2 separate regions of the Mus musculus genome follow, and region 2 is linked to region 1. The links are chromatin contacts, called in public Hi-C maps. All regions are on one chromosome and are shown on one strand. The core of a region is the stretch at or near the end of the contact, and the rest is flanking DNA. Distances in the headings are between cores, read along the strand shown. Region 1 holds the start of Map4k3 (mitogen-activated protein kinase kinase kinase kinase 3). Region 2 has its middle 38 kb from the start of Gm33596.

Region 1 (5,035 bases), core at 1,494-3,993:
CTTCCATGTTTATTGGCTATCTGTATTTCTTTGGTCTGTTCATTTCTTTCTTTTTTTTTTAAGATTTATTTATTATTATATCTAAGTACCCTATAGTTGTCTTCAGACACACCAGAAGAGGGCGTCAGATCTCATTACGGATGGTTGTGAGCCACCATGTGGATGCTGGGATTTGAACTCAGGACCTTTAGAAGAGCAGTCGGTGCTCTTAACCACTGAGCCATCTTTCCAGCTCGGTCTGTTCATTTCTTAAGCCATGTATTGACTGGGTTGTTTGTGACGTCACACACTGCTGGGTGGCAGGTGCTTTGGCTTTTCTTTTCTGTGTTCTTTTACCACCAGCATCGCATATCTATTGCTTAAGTCATTTCAGATCAATTTAATTAAAAAAAAAGCATCACACAGATTATGTATGGTTTATTGTAAGAAGAAAGAGAATATGGTGGAATATGTTATAGAAACAGAACAGACTGGTAGAGCAGACTGGACCTAGCCTTTGCTATTAAGCAGCCTCTGTAAAAGCTGAGCTTTCTTATGTGACCTTGAGTAGCTTAATTAGCCTGGGATGTTATAAAAAGGAGATAATACGCTCTCAGCTATCAGGCTGCTCTGTGAATTAAATGAGATAATATGTGGAAAGTTCTTGGCTCCTCGTAAGCACTCAGTACTGGAAGATACTGTTTCTTTCATGTTGTGAACTTCCACTCACCATATTAATCTACTGATAAGGTGACCGCCTCTACACAAGCAACAGTCAATCTAAGAGTGAAACCCAGACGGTTTCTAAGAATGTTTCTAATCACAGAAGCGGGAAGTCCTTTCTCTTATTCAAAGCAAGTGTCTGATCATGAGTATTAACTTGTAGGGAAGTAGAGGCCAGGTAGATTGGGGGAAGGGTAAGAGAGCACTGTATTTACCAGTATGGGTAGATCCCCAAAGGAACAAATTATTTTCATTCCTTGTGAGCAGTTAATTACAAAAGACCTTTTTATTTATGGCCTAACCCATGTGGCAAATCGAGCCCTTACAAGAAAATCTGTCTCTCTGGGGAAAAAAAAAAAGGAGAAGAAGTAGTTAAGCCTTGCCAAAATGGAACAAACAAAACTTGAAAGCCTGTTCCAACCCCACTGAAATGTCTTTTCCCTTTGAAAGAAGCCTATTAGTGATGCAAACACTCGGTTATCTGCAGAGATGATAATCCCAGCAAACAAAACAGTGAAACCATTAGAACTTTCTGGTGCAAGCCGAATGGCTTTCAGTCCTGGAAACTTGGCTTTTTTTTTTTTTTTTTTTTTTTAAAGCACAAAAGGGCAGAGAAAGCAAGCAGAGCAGGTCCTGCTTTGAGAGACTTCCATTTCCTTATCTGAATCCAGAATTATCTGCCTGTTTAGCCTAAAGAAGACAAACAGTTCTCCGCCCACAGCACAGGCAGAAGGCAGGCCTGCTCCTCAGCCCCTGCAAGTGCCTTCCACCGGGAGGAAGCGGGGAAAACCATGCCTCGTCCCGAGGAGCTCAGGATAGCACAGCCTTAAGGTTTATCCTCAATTAATCCTGTGACGTGCACTCCTGGGGCAGAATTGCAACCCTGTCACAATCTGATGCTTTGGGATAACTAAAGTGCTTGGATGACTCCACGTATGGTTTGGAGCACACAATTTGGGAATTTAGTCAATAGGTAAGTTTACTGTAAGTAACATGATAGAAAGGTTTTAAGGTTTGATGAGACCAAGTTTCTGAGAAGGAATTGGACATTAAGGCACATTAGTCTTTAGGTCCCTAAAGAGATTAGAAAAGCATTTTTAAAGCAAAATATCCAACAGAGCGCCAGAGTGGACCTCGCTACAGCTTTTGGAAATGGGTAGTAGTTAAGTTTACTAAGAACTCAACATTGACCCTTCCACTGCCTAAGTCCTTTCTTAGCTAACTTTTAGCAGTCTGGACGTAATGCTGGTTATCTGGATCTTATGCTGGGTGGAGCTCTGGGCAGGTAATGTCGCGGCTACGTAGCTTCCGGATGGTCACGTGTTTACATTTCAGGTGTGGGAATAGATCCCTGTCCAGGCCACACCCTCTGCAACCACCCTCGTCTCAGGGTTGTCAGACAGCTTGCGTAGTCCCCGCCCCGGGCTTTGAAAAATCCAGCCTTCTCCCTGGACAGAGGTCAATCACGGCTTTGGTTCTGCACTGCTTCCCGCCCACTCCCTCCACGGATTTCTCCCCGCCCCTTGTTCTCTCTGCACCCCTGTCAAGCCAACCCCAAGAGCCCAAGTGTCACTGTCCCCCGAGGGTCTTTCTCACCTTTCTGATGGGGACCTCCTCCCCTAAACCTAGAAGAAAGGGTCGGGGCTCTCGGATGTACTTGCTCTTAGAAAGTTGGGGAATACCGTCTTGTGCGTGGCAACTACTACCTGCTGGGGCTGGGGCTGGGACCACAAGCAGCGAGTCCAACTTTGTTACCCGGAGTCTGGCGCGTCCGGCGTGTCCCGACCGGGCGCGCGAGCCGGGGGCGCGCAGGGCCCGCCGGGAGCGCGCGGCCTCCGGGATGGCGGCTGCGCAGTGGCGAGCGGGGCCGGGAACCGGAGGGAGGGCGTGCGGGCGGGCGGAGCGGAGCGGCGGGCGGAAGCCATGTTGGAACTGCACCCCGAGCGAGGGGCTGCGGGCGCGCTCCTCTCCTGGTGGGTGTGACCCGGCTCGGCGCGGCGGCGGGGGGCGGGGACGCCGGGCGGCTCGTCGTGGTCGGCGGCGGCCGCGGCGTGCAGCCGGGCGATTGTGACCGGCGGCGGAGCCGGGCCGGCCGCGGGCGCTCCCTCCGTGCGGCCCCCGTGAGCGCCCCCCCTCCCCGGGCCGGGAGGGAGGTGGGGGGCACCCGGGGCCCGCCATGAACCCGGGCTTCGATCTGTCCCGCCGGAACCCGCAGGAGGACTTCGAGCTGATCCAGCGCATCGGCAGCGGCACCTACGGCGACGTCTACAAGGTGAGGGCAGGGGCGGCCGAGCCGGGGCCTGCGCCGCGGGGGACGGAACAAAGAGGCAGGCGTGGGGACCTCAGCCCTCGGCGTCCTCGCCGGAGCTGTGCCCGGGACGCGCGGGTCTCTGACCCTCCCAGGCTCTCCTGCGTGCAGTCCCGGGAAGGGCTGCGGCCGGAGCCGCTGCGTTCCTGGGAGGGCGGAGCGGGGCTGGGCGCTTGTTGCCTGGGCAGGGTCTGTGTGACGAACCCCGGTGCTGGGGCTTGGCGCTTGACAAACCTACGTGCCTCTCCGGGACCTGGGATCATAGGCCCCGGTGGCTGGGAGCTACTGTCCGCCCGGGCCTGCTGGATCTGTCCTAACGCTGGGCAGCCTCCATCGACAGCTTAGCCTTTAGCCTCTTAACATCTGCCCGTGCTTTAGCCTTTAGCCTCTTAACATCTGCTTGTCAGTTCCTTGTAATTTTCCAAGTAGTCATGTTTTGTAAAAAGAGATGGGTTTTTGGAGGCAAGACAGCAACTTCGAGGTTTTTTTTTTTTCCTCCAAAAAGAATTGGATAATGGGGTTTGTTTTTGTCAGTGACACATAGGAATCAGATATTTTTCCTTTTCTTTTTCTTTCTTGTGTGTGTGTGAGAGTCGAGTATCTAGGAAGAGTATTGGTTTGACAAGGTTAGAATTCAGAGCTCCTTAGCAGGACAGCGTTTCTGTTGCAGAGGGATCGCTTCTAAATGTGGGAGGATAAATCGTTCTTCCCTGGCCAGTAAAACTCTTGGCCTCGCGGAGTCTGCCAAGAAGGGAGGCGGATAGTGCCAAAGGTGGCAGCAGTCTTGATTTAGTTGCCTATCTACTTACATGGTAACTGAAGTTGGGCTCCTGTTTTCCAGAACACCTGAGGATGCCCAGAGTATGACTTGGAAAGTTTAGTTTTCACTTTATTTTTGCCCACGCTAAAGCAATGGGCTTTTTATTCTTGCCTCAATGGAACGCATAAGGTAAGTTAGCCAATACCTCAGGTCTTTTGTGAGTGATCTGCTTGGCTTTTGTGAATGATCACATAGCACCACACTTTCCTCTGTTGACAAAGGTGTGTGGAGCATAACTCCAGTGTATAACTTAGCAGCCACGTGTTGATGAACTAAAGACAGGAATGGACCCAGATTTATTTGAAGTCTTTTTTTTTTTTTTTCCTGGACAAGAACAGCATTAAACAGCAGAGTTTCACTTCATTCCAGTCGTATTCTGTGTAGAGAGGACGTCAAGGGTCTGGCAAAGGTTGCTAGCACAGAACAAGAGGGCTGGGTTTGTCCCCCCTCCAGTCTGGCAGCTTCTAGCCAAGATCTGGAAGATGATAAGGCCTTGCTCAGGGCAATGGTGAGAGGGGACGAAGCCACGTAGAGGGGTCATGATCCGAAGGCCACAGACACCAGTGTGAAGCTGAGAAAGACGGAACCTGAGCAGCCACAGGGATCCTGGATGTGGACCCTGGTTCCTATAGACCTTCTAGCTGTGGGACTTAGGGGAGTCCTGCCAGGGAGGTGAAATTAGATAAGGATTTTCCCTTTCGTTTTTAAAAGTGTGTGTGTGTGTGTGTGTGTGTGTGTGTGTGTGTGTGTGTTCACACAGAGATGTCCCTGGAGGCCAGAAGAGGGCATCAGATCTCTTGGAGCTGAAGTTGCAGGCAGTTGAGAGCTGTCTGACATGGGTGCTGGGAACCAAGTTGGAGTCATGGAAGAACAGCCGGTGCTCACAGCTGCTGAGCTGTCTTTCCAGGCCCCATTTCTTTCTTTCCTTTTGGTTGTATTTTTTTGGTATACAGGATTTTGCTGTGTATCTCAGGCTGACCCGAAAGTCATAATCCTCCACCTGTGTCCCCTGAGTGGAGGTGTAGACATGCATGACTGCATCCAATTTAGATTTGGACTTCTGGGCTGAGGCTCAGGCTTGCTTGAGTTAGATCTACAGAACACACGAAAAGTGTAATGAGGATATCAACTTCAGAGTTGTCCTCTGGCCTCTACAGGTGTTAGATGACATGTTACTCACACACACACACACACACACACACACA
Region 2 (5,546 bases), core at 1,520-4,019, 120 kb before region 1:
GTACATGCATACACATACATGTGTAAACCTGAAGTCGACATCATGTATCTTCCTTGATCACATTCCACCTTTCCTTTTGAGATAATTTCTCACTGAACATGAAACTCCTGGATGCAGCTTGTCTAGCCAGCAAGCCCCAAGGAACGTCTTCTCTCAGTCCCGTGACCACCCACGGACCAGCACCGGGATGAAATGTTTGAACCGCACATGCAGCTGCTGTATGTGGGTGTTTGGGATCTAAACCCAGGTCTTCAAAGGCTTGCACAATACACCCTCCATTGGCTGAACCATCTCCCTGTCTCCCCGATCCTTGATCTACCATTTTCTATGTGAGTTTGTACAAGTCAAACTTTACAGACATAAATACCTAATCTACAGATGAAAGGAAAGAAAGTATGGGCATGAAAAACCAAGGACAGAGGAAGACGATAGAAGTGTCTGCCGTAGATGTTAGCATTGTCTGCAACAGTCTATCTGATCTATTCACCTACTAACTGTTATCTAGGAGTACTAATTTTAGTGTGAGTTAGTTTATCACATTCCTTCAGAAGTACCATTGTAGAAGTTGGGTCCTATGCCAGAGTACAGGAAGCCTAACCTCTATGCTGTTCAGAGGAAAACACCGAAGCTCACTGACCTGCCAGTGAACCTCTGCTTCTTCAGTGGTCTAACAGACCGGCACCTGCATCCAAATTCAATTTAACACCCTCTCTACACCATCATACTTTTACCTGTAAGGAATACAAAGAAAAACACGTGGAAGCAAACGTCGCTGGGTACTCAAGCAGCCAGAGGATTATTTACAACACTTCGCTTAGAATTGTGTTGAGTTTGACCACAGCTAGAGGGTTTCCTGAGGTGCAGGGTTTTCAGCTTCAAAACCAAGACAGTACCAAAGACAGAGGACAATTGGTCCACATCTTGGTCCCTGCTGTGCTGCTGGAGTATAATGACCCAGACCAGGTAAATTACAAAGTGAAGAGCTATATAGTCATAGTTCTGGAGGGTGGGAATCCCCACAACGAGGTACCACAGTCACAATTGTCCAAGTCAGGGCTGTTCTGCATTTCCAAGATAGTGGTGTCTTGCTGTAGCATCCTCCTAAAAGAACACATGCATGCACACACACACATACATACACACACATACACGTGCACGCACACACACATGTACACATGTACGCACTAAAAATAAATGAATACATGTAACTTTAAAATATAAAAACAATAGCAAATAGCTATAAGCAGAGAGTAGGCTTGACCTAGTTTGCATCCCCTAGGTTCGGGAACAGGAATGAAGCCAGAGCTCCCCACTGGTGTCAGGAAAGCCACTGCATTGCTACTACAAGACAAGGACTAGCCCTGGGATAGCATCTCTGAGTTACAAGGAATGGATAGATAAACTGAAGAATGCATAGTTACACTATTAGGAAAGAAGGGAGTGAGCCCCAAAGATGGAATAGTTCCTGAGGCAGACGCTGGAAGAACAAAAGAAAGAGTGCGGAAAGCTAATGGTTTTTAGAAAAATCAAAAGATTTCTGGGCCATCAGTGAGCTAGAGCAGTATGGAAGGACAGAGCAAAATTCAGGGCCCAAGAACTTGCTGTGTAGAAAGAGTAATCACTGTCTCTCAATTACTGGTTCCTACCCCCATACCACCAGCCCCCCACAATCTATTACTTCATTAACCTGGCTAAAGAAGTACCTTCCTGCAACACATTGTGTAATGTCATCTATCACCAATATGTCAAATCTGTGTGTATAGAAGCTTTCGGCTCCCTTTTTTGTTTTCTTTTGTTTTGTTGTTGTTGTTGGAGGTTTTTTGTTGTTTTTCGAGACAGGGTTTCTCTGTGTAGCCCTGGCTGTCCTGGAACTCACTCTGTAGACCAGGCTGGCCTCAAACTCAGAAATCCGCCTGTCTCTGCCTCCCGAGTGCTGGGATTAAAGGCGTGTGCCACCACTGCCCGGCTTCAGTTCCCTTTTTAGTGACAATAGTTTATTAAATTAAATTTGATGGTGAGAGATGCTAACTGTGCCCAGTTTTAATTCCTTCCTGGAAGGTTTTCACTTCAACCACAATCTTCCTCAGGTCAACTGTGAACAAAACACAGCTCCTCTCTGGACCTGAGACTCTGTCCTTTTTTTTTTTTTTTTTTTTTTTTTTTTTTTTTTTATTCTCTCTGACAACACATTAACGCAGGGATTCTGCACCTACAGACTACAGCACTGAGGTTCTGAGCAGTTTTAGACTATTCAGAGGACTCATCACCTGTGACAGACCCAAGGCAAGATGAACCAGACCGGTGCCTCCAAGCTCCCACAAGTTGGCTTCAGACTCAAGCGCGCAACTTGCCAAGATTAACCAGAACGACTCTCTGAGAACTGCGTACACAGTCCGAGAACTACATACACAGAAAGGCTCGGAGAAGTTCCCACTCCCCTGGTCCTTATCCAATAGCTTTTCAGCTGTTTCAGTTGCTAAGTCATGCGCAAGTTATTGAACCTGAAAGGAGACCCACGTGCTCCCGTGATAAAGTCTGGCATGGAGGCTGGGAACTCCCTCTGCAGGCTGCGGGATGGATGGTTCTGCACGGAATTGGCTTGCACAGAGTGCGGTCGTTTACTCTCATCCTCACCCGGGGATGCTTTTTCTTATCTGTATCTGTTGCCTCTCTCGCTGCTTACCAAAGTGTGTTCAGTAGGGCCGTGTGTGCAAACGAGCAGAAGATGAAATCCGCTTGAGAAAAATCCATCTTTCCGCGTTTTGGGCGATACACTTTCATTGTGTCACCTTGTGGCCAGAGAGTGATAGATAAAGATGCCAGAAGCCCTCTACTAGGTGCCAAATATCTGTGTGCATGGCCTCTCTCTGTGTGTGTGTGTGTGTGTGTGTGTGTGTGTGTGTGTGTGTGTGTGTGATGCGTGCCTGTGCATTTTTAGGAGAGAATCTAATTGGTACCTGGATTCATTAAAATCTGATGGGATGAGGCATCGATGGGCGTCTGTGATCTGGGATAGAGTCAAACGCATACAACCCAAAACGTCAGTCCCTGCATGGAGGCAGAAGCAGGTTTCCTCTTTGGAAGGCAATTAAGAGGACAGGAGCTTGCAGCCCTAATCCAAACAAGACTGTGGCTTTATAGAAAAAGAAAAGAGAGACTTAAGTTCAATAATTTGCCTCCCAAGTGATTCCCCATGCCTCCCAGGAAATGGTGTGAGCTAGGGTAGGCAAAGGCCAGAAAGCCCACAGGTCAGGTCCATTCAGATCAGAGCAAAAGGACGTAAGGGTTCCTATCCTGGGTCACACTTCACCTAGAAAAGACACTTAGGGGTAGTGAGAGTTAACCCAATAAGTAAATGGATATTTTTGATGAAAACTAAGATCTCTCTCTCTCTCTCTCTCTCTCTCTCTCTCTCTCTCTCTCTCTCTCTCTCATTTCTTTAAATGGGTATGAGAGTTTTTCCTTCACGTGTGTCTACGCAACACTAGTTTCTGTGGAGGCCAGAAGACGGTGTCAGATTCCCCATAAGTAGAGACATCTCAGCCTCTTTTTGGAACTGTCTGGATCTTAATGAGTTTCCCCCAGGATAGAATGATTCAGTTTTAAGGAAATTGCTATATAACACTTCAATTAGTTAACTGGAGGAGGTTCAGGGAAGAAACCCCTGTGCGTGATGAAAAAAAAAAAAGGCAACTGGGTGACACCTCCCATAAGTGGGTGACACCTCCGGTAGCCACTGACTCAAGATACCTAACATCATGCTTTCAATAATCCATCCCTACCTCAGCTCACTGACATTTAATCGCCATTGGGAAGTATTTTTTTAAAAAGGGATGAAAATTAAATCTGACTATATTTGAAGGTATAATTAGAATTTTGGGGGGTAATTGAGATTAACCCAGGGCAGAAGGAGGGAGCTCTAATCCAAAGAAGATGGTGGCTTAGAAAAGAGAGATAGAAGAGACTTATGCTCAATGTTGTGCCTCCCAAGGGATCTCCCATGCCACCCAGGAAATCAGTAGATGAGGCTTGCACGAAGAAGTACCTCACAGGATGTTAGCCTTGAACTTCTTAACCTATAGAACTGTCAAATAAACCTTTATTCTTTATAAAGTACTCAGTCTGTGGCAATGTGTTAGGGCAACAGAAAGTGAAGTAAGTAATCAGGCCTTCTTTTTCTCTTTGCTTGTGCTCACCCTCCTGACTTAACAGTGTGCCAGTAAACATATGGACGATGCTAAAGATAACCAGCACCGACAATTTCCACCGCTACCTTCAAATATTGCCGTTCACAGTTGCTAGGGCCTGGGACCACTGTCTGCGGATGGCTGAGGGGATGGCCAACTGTTTGGGTTCTGTTTACCACGCTTTGGATGAGTCAGAGAGTCATGCATTATTCATCAGCTTCAGGCTAGAAGTAAGATTCCTGTATAAACTCTGCTCATTGGACATTCCAATCCAGAAACAAAGAGCAGCACAGGGGGCTCACCTTGTGATCTCAGCCGTGTGAGCAAATGCTCAGATGACTAGAAACAGAAGCAGGACATTACATCAGGGTCCTGCCAGGTGTCGTATAACTTGATAACGAGCATAGTGGTAGATGTATTTAAAAAGCAGAAATAATGCACAAAGCCCATGAAAGGTCAGTCCAATAATCCTTAAGTAGAACAAGTATAAAGGAGAGCAAAAAGGGAGTTAGAGAATTTCAACAAAATTATGAAACAGTAAAAGGTTCTCTTAAAGCCCCAACATCCTATTCACTCCTTCTTTCCTTCTTTACTCTTAAATAGCAATCCGACCACTCTGTGCCTAGACTAAATTATCTTGCTCTCTAAACTTGTTATCAACCTACCGCCTCAGTCCATGCACATATGTCTAGCAGCAACTAACACTCCCAAGGCATTGTTCTTGAACTGGGTCAATATCTGAGTTAAGGGATTACAATTTGTCACGGACATCTGTCTTTTGCAATTATTGAAAACTCATTTTTATACCTCATACTAAGATGCGTCGCAGCATATAAAAGAAAGTAACATATTGCTAAGATTAGGTTTATATGTTAACGTGATTGGACCCCCCCCCCCCGCCCCAAGGGACTCAGACACTTGGTTAAACATTATTCTGAGTCTGTTGGTTGAGAGTATTTCTGGATGAGGTTACTATTTTGGTTGGTAGCCTGAGTTATGTCCCTGTTCAGCGTGGATGGGCTCTATCTAAATTGCTGAAGGAAATAAAAATAATAGGCTGGCCTTGAACTCCTGATTCTTTTGCCTCAGCTTCCCAAATTCTTAGGATTAGTTAAAAAAAAAAAACTCAGTAAAAAATCTTCCTTATTACCCAAATTATCTTCAAACTGAGCACTTGCTCTCATACTCAGGTATGACTGCACATGACTGGCTAAGTCTCCAACCTGCCAACTACAGATCTTTGAAGATCTTAGTCTATGTAATTTATATAAGCCACTTTTTACAGTAAATCAATAGATTGATAGATGATAGGAAGATAGATAGATAAATAAATAGATATAGACACACATATACATACAT

Evidence for each region. Hi-C and Micro-C count contacts between places; a contact is called where the count stands out from the background.
Region 2: a contact with region 1 is called in a Hi-C map of brain, with 4 times the contacts expected there. The contact joins the enhancer-like site here to the promoter of Map4k3 in region 1. A contact is called at or near these places in 4 of 39 promoter capture datasets (the 3T3-L1 cell line, cranial neural crest, liver and 1 more), 2 of 484 Hi-C or Micro-C datasets (brain and nephron progenitors) and 4 of 115 datasets of contacts at active chromatin or transcription factors (VIP interneurons, bone marrow-derived macrophages, embryonic stem cells and 1 more).

What each region holds. Positions count from the first base shown.
Region 1 is chr17:80,725,733-80,730,767 of GRCm38.p6, reverse strand. It overlaps Map4k3 (mitogen-activated protein kinase kinase kinase kinase 3), which reads left to right and starts at 2,743. Exons shown (of 34, transcript NM_001290345.1): 1 at 2,743-2,974. The coding sequence starts at 2,879. It also overlaps the pseudogene Gm9959.
Region 2 is chr17:80,844,349-80,849,894 of GRCm38.p6, reverse strand. No RefSeq gene overlaps it. Among named protein-coding and RNA genes, the nearest start is that of Gm33596, 38 kb to the right of the region's middle. Within about 2 kb of position 2,769, at least 19 of the 459 cell types and tissues checked have an H3K27ac peak or open chromatin away from gene starts, as enhancers often do. A contact at or near this core is called in VIP interneurons and brain, where this site is marked.